Linked DNA regions of Mus musculus: region 2 is linked to region 1. Evidence: chromatin contacts called from public HiChIP or PLAC-seq data. All regions are on one chromosome and are shown on one strand. Each heading gives the region's core, a stretch centred on a gene start, on an enhancer-like site or on the middle of the called end of the contact. The rest is flanking DNA. Distances are from core to core; before and after follow the strand shown.

The links. HiChIP or PLAC-seq counts read pairs in DNA pulled down with a chosen protein or histone mark.
Region 2: an HNF4G HiChIP or PLAC-seq map of pancreatic cancer cells shows a contact between it and region 1. The contact joins two enhancer-like sites. A contact is called at or near these places in 2 of 115 datasets of contacts at active chromatin or transcription factors (bone marrow-derived macrophages and pancreatic cancer cells) and 1 of 9 other capture datasets (pancreatic islet).

What each region holds. Positions count from the first base shown.
Region 1 is chr5:90,609,258-90,615,176 of GRCm38.p6, forward strand. It overlaps Rassf6 (Ras association (RalGDS/AF-6) domain family member 6), which reads right to left. Exons shown (of 11, transcript NM_028478.3): 5 at 458-555. Among named protein-coding and RNA genes, the nearest start is that of Gm42109, 27 kb to the left of the region's middle. Within about 2 kb of position 3,729, at least 108 of the 459 cell types and tissues checked have an H3K27ac peak or open chromatin away from gene starts, as enhancers often do. A contact at or near this core is called in pancreatic cancer cells, where this site is marked.
Region 2 is chr5:91,317,733-91,323,651 of GRCm38.p6, forward strand. No RefSeq gene overlaps it. Among named protein-coding and RNA genes, the nearest start is that of Gm19619, 38 kb to the left of the region's middle. Within about 2 kb of position 2,784, at least 21 of the 459 cell types and tissues checked have an H3K27ac peak or open chromatin away from gene starts, as enhancers often do. A contact at or near this core is called in pancreatic cancer cells, where this site is marked.

The DNA.
Region 1 (5,919 bases), core at 2,479-4,978:
GTTGTAAAGTATACCAAATTTTAGCCTGCAAGAGCTGGATAAACCTGTTTTTCTGTCAGTCTGGATATGGTAAGCCAAGTATCTTCTACATGAATTTAATACTTCTAAATGATGAGACCAGGCCTGCATCTCTGTTTTGTCCTGATGCCAAGCTTATCAGACCTGTCCTAAGATAACAGACTCTGGGCCTTAGCTCCTCTTCCTGAGAAATGACTCTCATGGAATACAGAGACTTAAGAGAATTTGCCCCTGTTTCATAAAAGCAAAGTATCTCTAGTCTAGCGGCTGCCTGTTGGGTGCCACCAAAGCAACGGAGACACGTACACTACCAGGCTTCTCGGCGACGCTAAGAAGCACATGTGCGTGAGCTCATCAAGCAGTGTTGTATAAAAGGCAAATGGTTATGTGTTTTAGGTTGTTAAAAAATGCACCACACTGATAAGACTTTGCTACTAACCTTCCGGGGAATGCCTGGCTTCAGATGCTAGAACATGGGTCCTGTCCAGCTCGCTGATACGGTAAAGGTCATCAAATTCTCCCCAGCGAGTCATCCTCCTGCGAAGAAACAAATCTTGTAAATGAGACTAGTTCTACGTATTAGGTCGCAGCTTTACAATGGTGACACTGTGGCCGAGGGCCTCTGTAGGTAGATGCATTACCCAAATTTCAAACAAGTTTATCGTGTTACAAAGATCACAGTCATACTAGAATGATAAAGCATACATTTCAAACACACCCTGTATGTTTTTGGGCAAAATAATTCAGCTATATCCTGAAATGCAGCGTTACATAGGTTCTGTAAATTGTAATGTTCAGAGAGGGAAGGGTAGAAACCAATGTGAGTCATGAATGCATGAATATTTCATAAGGTTTTGGGGGAACCGAGAAAACTGTCATTTACACTTATGAATCTAGTATCCACAGTATGAAAATAATTACATAAAGTGACTCTAACCTGATAACATATGGTACTTATCTTTAAGGACTGAACTGCTTTGAAAAATACAGTTCATAAAATAGAAATGTATGAAAATATTCTTCACTAGGATTATCTCATGTAAAGTATTAGTAAATTTACAAACATTTTACTGTCCAGAATACAAGGAGCATGACAACTGTTTACTTTATAGCGGTTATCATTTATGTTAATTTTATATGTGGCCTTAAACAAGTTAGTTGTATATCCGCCCTCTCTTGGCCTGACTGTCCTCATTTATGAAATGGGAATAATCATACTATGAGGTAGAATAGAGTTGTTGGTAGCCTTTCGGTGTCTGTGTCTGTCTGTCTGTCTGTCTATCTCTCTCTGCCTCTCTCTTTGTCTCTCTCTGTATCTCTGTATCTCTCTCTGTCTCTCTCTCTCTCTCTCTGATCCTTGTGTGTCCATGACAATGTGATCAGCCAGCTTTCTGCTCCTGAAGCCATGCCAGGCTGTCCTTGCCAAGACAGAGCCTATCCCTCTGGAAGACAGACCCTGTCCCTCTGGAAGACAGACCCTGTCCCTCTGGAAGACAGACCCTGTCCCTCTGGAAGACAGACCCTGTCCCTCTGGAAGACAGACCCTGTCCCTCTGGAAGACAGACTCTATCCTTATGGAACCAAAGCCGAAACAATTCCTCCCTTGTGATGCTTCTGGCCATGGTGCTTTATTACAGCAACAGAAAATGACAGCACAGGGATAGTCAACGCCTTAAGCAACAATGGCAGGCGTTGACAAAGCAAAGCTACTGTTTTCCTCCTGACCTTGGAATTCTCCTGATGCCTTTTGTAACTCTTGTCTTATTTGATCTACAGCAGCTATAAGATGTAGATAATATGATCCTAATATATTTGCTAATAAAACTTCGAGCAAACTCTACTAGCTGGAAATATTGTCAGTCAAAATACATGTCAAGAAGTAGAGGAACTATATTGCTAGTAGCACAAGTCTCTACTCACATCCAATCCATAGAATACGATGAGATCCATAGACCCATAGAATACGCATGAAGAAAACTGAACATTTCCTCCAATTTGCAATATATTAGGAATCAAAAGTAGTCATGTTTAAAAACCATTGAAAGGGGGGAGCAAAGGGCACTGGATACCAATGAGAACCTAAAACTAAAAGGCAAAGCAACCAGATGCTGTTTCCTATGGGGTGGGGACCAGAAGTTCCTATACATGATGACTTATAGTCACCACAGCTGATCAGTGACCTGCAAATGTGACAGCCACCCTGTCAGTTTCCTTCGCTTCGTGCAGTGGTGTGGTGCCACAAACCCCGGGGCTGAGACATGACTCAATAGATTCATTTTTGGCCTCTTTCCTGTGTTCCCCTCCTTGCTGAAGTGGACAACAACTTCCTTACAGTTTGGGAGTGTGTAATTCAAGAAGCATTCCATACACTGTGCACATGACTAAGCTTAAGGGTGGCTCTCTGTACTTCTCAAGCAAGAACTGGTTAGAACTTTAACATCAAACAATTGAACATGTGCAAACATGGAACAGCTTGTGTTGCTCTGGCTAAACACCAGGAAGTGTACTGGGTCTAAATGCTGGGGAGGGATTGTATGGGCTTCAAAATAAAACGGAGGTAGAAATTTGATAGACAAATAAAATGCTGCTACTTCCCTATTCATGACAAAAGAAAAAAAAGACATTACTGATACAAAATATATGCACCTGTTCACTTCCTGCTCTTTATTTCATTCTGCCATGGCTTGCCTAAAATATGCAAACACTGACTTTAAAGAGATATTAAAATAGAAATGGAAACCAGTGAGAACAAAAATAACTCCAGTGAGGTTCTTCTTGTCTATTTTGGCTTTTAACACACAAAATTTCTATAAGAAAACATTTGGCCCTGATACGATAGAGATCAAAGTCCCTCCTACAGAGTCATTTCCATACTTGCAAGTGGTCAGAGCTCAAACACACCGCTGTACTTTTAAACCTTCACCATCCCCATTAGGGTAATACTTCCTCAGTGTGACTCACTGCCAACATGACTAAAGCAAGATAACAGTAGTGAATATTTTCTCCAAGGAATAGAAAGATGCTCAACTGGAGTCCTTGCAGCTGAGCACACACTGTCCATGTCCTTCGTTGTCTACTAACCCACCAACAGGAGACAGTAAGTCTGAGCAGCAGTGTTAAGTCCTGACCATAGATGCCCAAAACGGACAAAGAATGAGAGAAGCTTTGAAAGAGGGGAATGGTCAAATTCGTTACACAATTTAATGGGGCCCGGAATTTGAGTGAGTCACCTAAGAGGAAGTGATCAAGGGAGGGAGAGTACCTAAGACTGAATGGACACAGAGAACAGTGCCTCTGGTGTCTCTATATGCCACCACAGAGAGGCCAGGGAGAGCCATTCTCTCTGCAGTGTGCCTTCATGTCTGAAGAGCAAGCTGACTGCACCAACTAAATAATGCTATCATGCTTGTGTGTGTGTGTGTGTGTGTGTGTGTGTGTGTGTGTATGTGTGTGTGTGTATGTGTGTGTGTATGTGTGTGTATGTGTGTGTGTGTATGTGTGTGCATGTGTGTATGTGTGTGTGTATGTGTGTGTGTGTGTGTGTGTGTGTGTATGTGTGTGTGTGTGTGTGAAAGAGAGACAGAGAGAGAGAGAGAGAGAGAGAGAGAGAGAGAGAGAGAGAGAGAATGAATCAGTCAGTCTGCACTGTATGCATAAGGGGTGTGGTCTCTTCCTGCTAATTCTTACTAGAATGAGAAGTTTCATGGCAGACGCATAATTACAATGCTCTAGTGAGTCTTGTTACTGTGCTAAAGGACAGGCTGATACCTCCAGTGTTCTAGTACATGTCTGGTTATTCTGTTGAATCACAGGCTTATGAAATTGTCTAGGTGTATTTTCTCAAGTTTAAATCATGAGAAATAACTTCTGCTTGCTTCCAAAGCTGTTATAGCTTGAACTTGGGATGTACTCCACAGGTTCGTGGGTTTGAGCACTTGGACCCTTCAACTGGTAGTGCTGTGTGGAGTCTTTGAGACCATGGCCTAGCTTGCAGAAGTAAGTCCCTGGGGTCAGACCTTGAAGATACCTGGATCAGAGCTCCCTGCTTCCTAACTTGCTAAGATATGAGCATGCCATGATGGCTCAAGCTCCTACTGTTTGGCTGGAGTCCCTTCAGCTCCCATGCCTTCTCTACCGTGGTGGTCTGGACATCAGAAAATGTGAGGCCAAACAATCCTCTCCTCCGTCCATTGCTCTGTCATGCTTGGCTATGCTGATGAGAAGAGTTACAGAGAAACCCTGCATCGAACCCCCTTCCGCCCCCCCCCCCCAAAAGTTACTAGCATACCAGCACTGTTCTAAGGGAAATGGGCTCTGCAGAAGGCAAGAGAAGGTGATAGTTTATAATCTGCTGTGGCATAGGCAAGAACACCACCCATATGATCTGTCCCCACCCTTGGCTCCTAAAACTCACCGGCAATTTCCATGTCTTTCATTCAAAGCTAGTATGTTGAATTGGTGAGATTAAAACATATCTTTGAATAACTATTAAAACAACAGTGGCTTATCACAACTGTAGAAGTGCCAACCTCCTCGACGTATCGCTGTAACACTGCACACTTATGAAGTTTTAATGAACTGGAAGGAATCAGAATTTAGCAGGAAAAAACAAAAACAAAAACAAAAACAAAAACGGGTGTGGTGGCTCACACCTTTAATCCCAGCATTTGGGAGGCAGAGGCAGGTGGATTTCTGAGTTCGAGGCCAGCCTGGTCTACAAAGTGAGTTCCAGGACATCCAGGGCTATACAGAGAAACCCTGTCTCAAGAAACAAAACAAAACAAAACAAACAAACAAACAAAAAGAATATAGCAGAAGGGGTCTGCCCCTCGAAGGAATTTGCCATGAGTTCTTAGGTAGATGCGAAATATGATCACAATTTTTCGTTCATATCTTGTATAGTTCTTTTATTTTAAAGCAAGGCTCAATCACTTTTATATACTGCGTCTACTGATTTGAATGATGGGTCTTGTCAGTTATTTTGTACCTGAGGGATGCTGGACTTCACAAGCTGCCCGAGATTGTGGTTCCATTTGTGCTCACAAGCATATGTCCTGTGCCCACCAGCAGCCCATAGCTTGGATGGGAGACTGGTGAGAAGAGGGTGAGAAGCTTGTCACACAAAACAGGTGACATATCTTTACAGGTTTCATCTGATCTTATTCCCTTCCACTACTCACACTTTCTTTCTCTGTCTATCATCTTATAGATCTCTCTTTGTCTCTTTCTTTACCCCTCTGTCTCTCCCTCTCTCTGACCTCTCTCTTTCCTTACTTCTTTGAGTTGGGCCCTGGGATGCAAAAACAATGTAAGATATGTCCCCTGCTACCTAGAGACTCCCATTGTAGCTGGGGACAGGATGTATAAAAGTTCAACAAACTGTATGCCCTGGAGATGAGAGAGAAGCTATATCAGTCTGCTCAGTATGGACCGAGGGATCCTGGAAGGCTTTCAGGGGAATGTTTTGAATTTGTTGGAGGAGAGTTAGACAACTGGCTGCGGATAAGCAGCAGGCTGGCTGTTAGGTGGGCAGACAGACGGACGGAGGAAAATAAGAAACTGCATGGCATGTTTACAATATTGCACAGTGCTCAGCTCTGTTCAAGGATTATATTTGAGACTTGTTGAGTAGGTAAACACGGTGGGACATGGGTATGTGTGTGTATGTGTGTGTGTGACAAGGTAGTATGTAACTTTCCTTAATTGTGGCCAAATATCAGACTATACAAATGCACCATCCTAGCTGCTGTCACCCATTTTCTCCTCTCGGAGAACCTCAAGTCTTCCAGTAATGGATGGGAAGGTGGGAGTTGTGAAGACAACTTTGGTGGCAGAAGATGAGATAGGAGTGAAAGATGGAGAAGAAAGTAAGCCAGCTCTTTTAAGAGTATAATTTTGAAT
Region 2 (5,919 bases), core at 1,534-4,033, 710 kb after region 1:
ATTCGGTCTGGGTCTAGAATTTCCTAAGAAACTAGCCAAAATAAATCTTGTTTATCTTTAAATTCATTGCCTCAGGTGCTTCATGGTGGTTATGGAAAGCTAAGCCGCCAAGCTGACTTTCAAACATTGGTTCTTTTTCAGGCAATGTCAAAGGTTATTTATTTCCTACTTCACAATGATATTCTTCATTAATCATTATCCTCATTTTTCTTAGCCATCTTCTTGATTATTCCTTTCTGTCTACTTGGATGACTACTGATCTCTGTACTCTGAGATGAGTACTGGGGGTGTTCTCAGTGGGTCTTGGCTCAGCCCATCCCATCAGACTCTATTTCCAATGAATGAACGTTAATCTCATCGCTTTTGTTGCATTTAAGGATGGATCCCAAGGTCCAAGGGAGCACAGCTGGCTGTCAAGCACTCTCCCATGAGATCTGTCTTCTTTGGAATGTAAACACAGGGAAAGGAAACTATTATATAATGTAAGAATTCAGTGTCTCCAAAGATTGAGGGACCAGGGGATATTACACACTCCCTAGACAGCCTTTGTATCTCAGTCCATTTGAACTCTTGACACTGCTTGTTCTCCATCTCCTGTTCACAAGGACCTTGTCTCTTGCTCTGTCCACACACACATAATAGCTCCCTGTTTCCTAAACTTCTGAATAAAGTCATACAGTCATATTGTTTATAAAGGTAAACTTCATCTCAGTGTAGTCCAGGAATCATGCCACAGCCCACATTAACATTTGTGATCTTAACCTCTTCATCTCTGAGTCTCCCACAAGGATCAGTTTCTTCCACTCCCTTCTGTTTTATCTGCCCTTCCCCCTACTGCTAACTGTATCTCACTACTTCCTAGGGTGCAGTCAGGCTGGAAAGGGCAGAAGCTTCTGTGGTTCTGGGAACTTTTAACCGTAGACAATGCAGATATATAAAACATAAAATTGGGAAGAGAGACCTAAAGGGAATTCATGCAAATGAGGAGCCCCAGGCCTCAGCTACATTGGCTGTGGTAGTCCCTGCCCACTGCTGAGGTATCATCCTGTCTCCTATCAGACCTGCCAGCACCCAGGAAACATAAGCCACCATCACCAAACACAGTCAGACTTTCAGTATATTCATCTAGCTGCATCTCTTTTTCACAAATATTTTAAAAATCAAAGATCTTACGTGAGCATGCTTGATTCACATGGCACTCAGTACAAGGACCCTAAGATCTGGCGCTTCCTCTTCATCTGTCGTAGACAGTCCTTTCCTTCCACCTGCACATAGCATCTCTCCAGCAGAGACATCTCCTTCTCCATTTAGTCTAGAAGATGGGCCCCAGGACTGAGAGCTGAGCATCTGACTAGCTGGCACCGGTGGGCACATGATTTCTGCTCATGGATCTGAGTAAACCGGGTGACTATTGATACGTGTTGGAATTCATCAGTCTCTGTTGAATAGATAGTCTCGTTTATGGCTCAACCTGATCAGTTTGACCTGAGATAGCACAACTTAACCTGTGGATTCTATGTGTGCTTCTTGATATCTTGCATTTCTGAGCATAAATTAAGCTTCAAATGGTTGGATAAGTTTCCCTTACCTCTTATGCACCCACTACCAACAGCCCTCCCAAGATACAAGTCTAGATTTTGAGAATATAGTTGCCATCCACTAGAAGGATCCCTCATAGTTGGGTCTGCGTATTAAGACAGGTAGTGAGGAGCATCTCAGAGAACCTGAGTACAGGTAAAACTCTGTGAGTGCTTCTACTGGAAACACTTAACATTTTCTATGTTTTTGGTATAATACAAGGAATGCTCATGCTATCCCCAGGTATATTACTATCCTATGTTTTCTATACAGGAAGACAGATATTTTGAAAAGTTCAATGATCAGTCAATGATAATTTAAAACCCACATTGTTTTTGCTTGAAAACTATACCATCTTTTGGAACAAATATTAAATTCCCATTTTATAAGTCTAAAGAAGTTTCTTCGTGACTTCAGGCACTTGCATGACCCTTTGTGGTGTACATAGCACAGGCTCATCTGAGAGGTATGAACGCTTGGGAATCAGTGCGCACCTCAGCAACGCGCTTCCCACGATTCTACCGTTAACATCTCCAGAGCAGCAAACATGCTGCAGAGCTCAGAGATCCACCATGGGAAGTCACACCACAAACAGGGCAGGAGTGGCAGTCAACCTTATGAGTCATTCGGGACAAGGGTCAGCGAGCTTTCCCATGACAAGCCAGATAGGCAGCACTTTTCCCTGGGCAGGACACCCCACATCTATGATCAAGATGCGCCGATCATAGAGCTTTGCCACACATAGGCATTCCATATACAAAATTAACCAGAGAAAGCAGTTGAGAATTCTAAGTTTTGAAATAGCTGTGATGCTGGAAAAAGCCTAGGCTTGGCTGACAATAACCTGTGATTACTCACAAAGCAATATCAGTCTTGAAACTGGTTCCAGGGGCTGAAATAATGTGTAGTGTCCAGGAAGGGCACTTTCCTGGGTTTGTGTAGGAAAGCCAATAGCTGCAATCCTCATGGGTTTCATGCTTTAACCACTTGGAAATTACTCTACCTTCCAGGTTAAGCAGGTTCTGTAATTCCTAACCAGCAACATTTGATATTTTCTATAGACTAGGGGCTCCTTTGGGGTTGCTCTTCTCCCATATTTTGTGTGAAAGCTCTTTTCTCCTTTTATGCTGCGCCTAGAACATGAGTTCCATTCAGACTCAGTAAAGAAGGCAGCAGAGGTCTTAAACTTTAAGAGGAGGAAATGAGTCAGTGAGATTGTGGTGTGCTCTTCCCAGCATGCTCAGCGGTGTGGAAGGACTGTCAAGGAAACAGAAGAACGCAATTATTTTGTTTCTTCTATCCAAGTCTATTTACAATGTCTTTCTCCTAATCTTAACCTGTGAGTCATGACCCTCATGGGGGTTGAATGACTCTTCCACAGGGGTCACATAATCAGATATCCTTCAGCTTGGATAATTATACTACTATTCGTCACAGTATCAAAGTTATGAAGTAGCAATGGAACAATGTTATGGTTGGGTTCAGCACACCATGAAGAACTGTATTAAAGGGTCACAGCTTTGGGAAGGTTGAGATCCTAGAACTTTTCTATAAAGACTGAGAAACAGGGAGTCCCACACCACTTGGATCCAGGTCAGGGGAGCCAAACACCTGAGGGAGGCTTAAGAACTTAAGAACTTACTCTTGACTCTTCTATGACATGTGACTGTTTTTTTAAGGGTCAGACCTAGTTAGGAATTCTCCTTCATATTGACCCTTTTATCCTCTCTCTAGAAAGAGTGTATTAATATCAGGAGCTGGGGCAACTATTTTGCAGTAGTGAAGTTGATATTCAAGAATAGCGGGACAGAAAGACAGGAGAAGCTGCTTTGACATCCCCAAGTGACTGTAACAACGCTGTTATTGAATGAGAAGGCAGTATCCTGACTGGTGACACTCCTGTGACAAGCACTTCTATTTGGATTTGAATGAATTTCTAACCAATACATGAATACATGTTCCATAGCCATTAAAACACATACTATGAGAAAAAGAATATTAGCCAAATTGTAATGATGAATTAAAACTAAGAAAAAATAAACTGTCCTGTGGGCAGAGAGATTAAGAAACTTAAACCAGATAAGTATATAAGGTGATACAATATATTGAATGTCTCAAGCTTATTTCTTTCTCCCACTTAATGAATAGTTTTACTATAATAAATGTTAATAAATATTACTATGTAAAATATTATAAGGGGTCAGAGAGGTGACTGTCTAAAAGCATTTCTCAATTCCCAGCATCCAAAGGGCAGCTTATGTCTCATATCTAACTCCCGTCCCAGAGGGTCCAACACACTTTTCTGGCCTCTGACAGCACCATGCCCACATATGATTTATAGACATACAAGCATGCAAAATACCCATGTACATAAAATGAAAATTAAATAAGGGAAAAATATATAGAAAATAATGATTTTTAAGCAAAGACAAAATATCACATATTTACGTATGTCTACTAAATTATTGACTGTCAATGTTTTCATCTATGTATTTATCTGTAACTATTTATCTTGATTTATCATGTCCTAAATGAAGTGCCTCCTTTATACATCACAAAACCACAATCAATGTCATTTATCCTACCACAATTGTCTGAGTGGAATGACTTAAGATAATGTAAGCTCCCCCACACAGTATTTAATTATAGAATTGCCTTCTTGGAAACTACATGTCTCCATCCCATGACTACTCTCAGGTTGCTTCACAGTTTATTTATACTCAAAAAGAAGGCCACTGCAGAGACGAGAGGAGGCAAAGGCAGGAGTGAAGCTGCCATAGCCAAGCTGGCACCTTCCAGAAGCTTCTAGAGCCAAGAAGAGGATCTCCTTGGAAGCACTTGATTTTAATTCATTAAAACTGACTTTGGATTTTTGGCTTCTAGCATTGTAACAGGTAAATAATAGAGACTTAAGCTGCTGTGTTTGCTGTGGTGCCTATAGCAAACTAATAAGTGTGCCAAACTGACATCTTTAGTTCAACTGGCACAGAATATAGCTCATTAGTATAAGAGGACACATTCTTAACTAGTCTCAACTTGATGAAAACAATATTTCATGGGTTGCATAGCAAGAAAGGATAACTGGCATGTAAAACAGGTATAGTTTAATATGTCCGCTGTGAAGATTCCCAAGGTAGGAGTTCCTAGGAATGGGAATGCTTGATGTGTTCTGGGGCCTGAAATATTCCCTAATTGCTAGAGAATACTCATGACAGCTTCTCTCATCCTTAGCAATTAGGGAGAAACGCCATTGCTTTGTTACTACACATCACCCCTCCCCTACATTCAAGGAGAGGTACGGAAGGAACACTACAGAGAAAATATAAAGGCGCTTTTGATGAAGATAACAGTTTGTTTGACTCGGTTTACCATAATTGCTATTTTCTTGATGCCTCTGATCACATTTTAACACACAAATAAAAAATGTGGGCTTCGCTTACAATCCACAATCATTTCCTTTTTTTCCAAACAGTTGTTCACTGAGACATCTGCCAAAAAGATTAATGATTTTTCCCAAGAAATATTTAGAAGCTTGTATAACTTAGTCTGGGCCCTGGGTGAGCACACTCCAAGATTAGGTGCAGTTGACCAAGGGAGTCAGGTGACTGGTCCCACCTGTAAGTTCTTTATTGGCAAACCAAGGGCTCTCAAGTGATCTTTAAACAGTAGTTTTCACTTTGAAATGTGTGATGTCAGAAAAATGTCAAAAATCTGTTTTATGTTGCTTTGTCGAGTGATTTTTCTGTGTGTCTTAAAATTTTATCAAAAGCAACAATTCCAATCAAAATCAGAAAACAGAAGGGAAAGGAAGAACACTGTACGTTGGTTTTTTTTCATTTCTGTTCTAAGATGAATGCATATGCCATCACTTTGCTTGCCTGACATCAAAGGAGACTCTTTCACACTAACCCTGCCCAGGTCTGTGCTAAGATTTGCTGGCTGCGGGCACTAAGTGAGTTCCCTCATGGCTCTGGATTAGTTCTTTCTAGAGTGTCTCAAGATTGCCAAAGGGCATCACAGAGTGTGACATACTCAAGTACCTATGGTAGTGAAACTGAACAAACTCAAACAAAACCCATTTTTGACAACATCTACCTGCACAGAGTATACAATCGAATCAAGGTTGCTTAGGCCTTAGTCTCACTTTTGACTTGTGAGGCAGTTGCTGGAATCCCATGCTGCCTCCTTCAGCTCTCCAGTCTTTGAGATCCATGGAAAGCACAGAATGAGAGATGAGTTTATTGCAGTGAAGTGTGGAATAATCTCAGAGAGCCAATGGCTGGAGTCACTCTCTGCAACTGTAAGCCCAAATAGACTCTTCCATAGTTGCTTTTTGGTCAT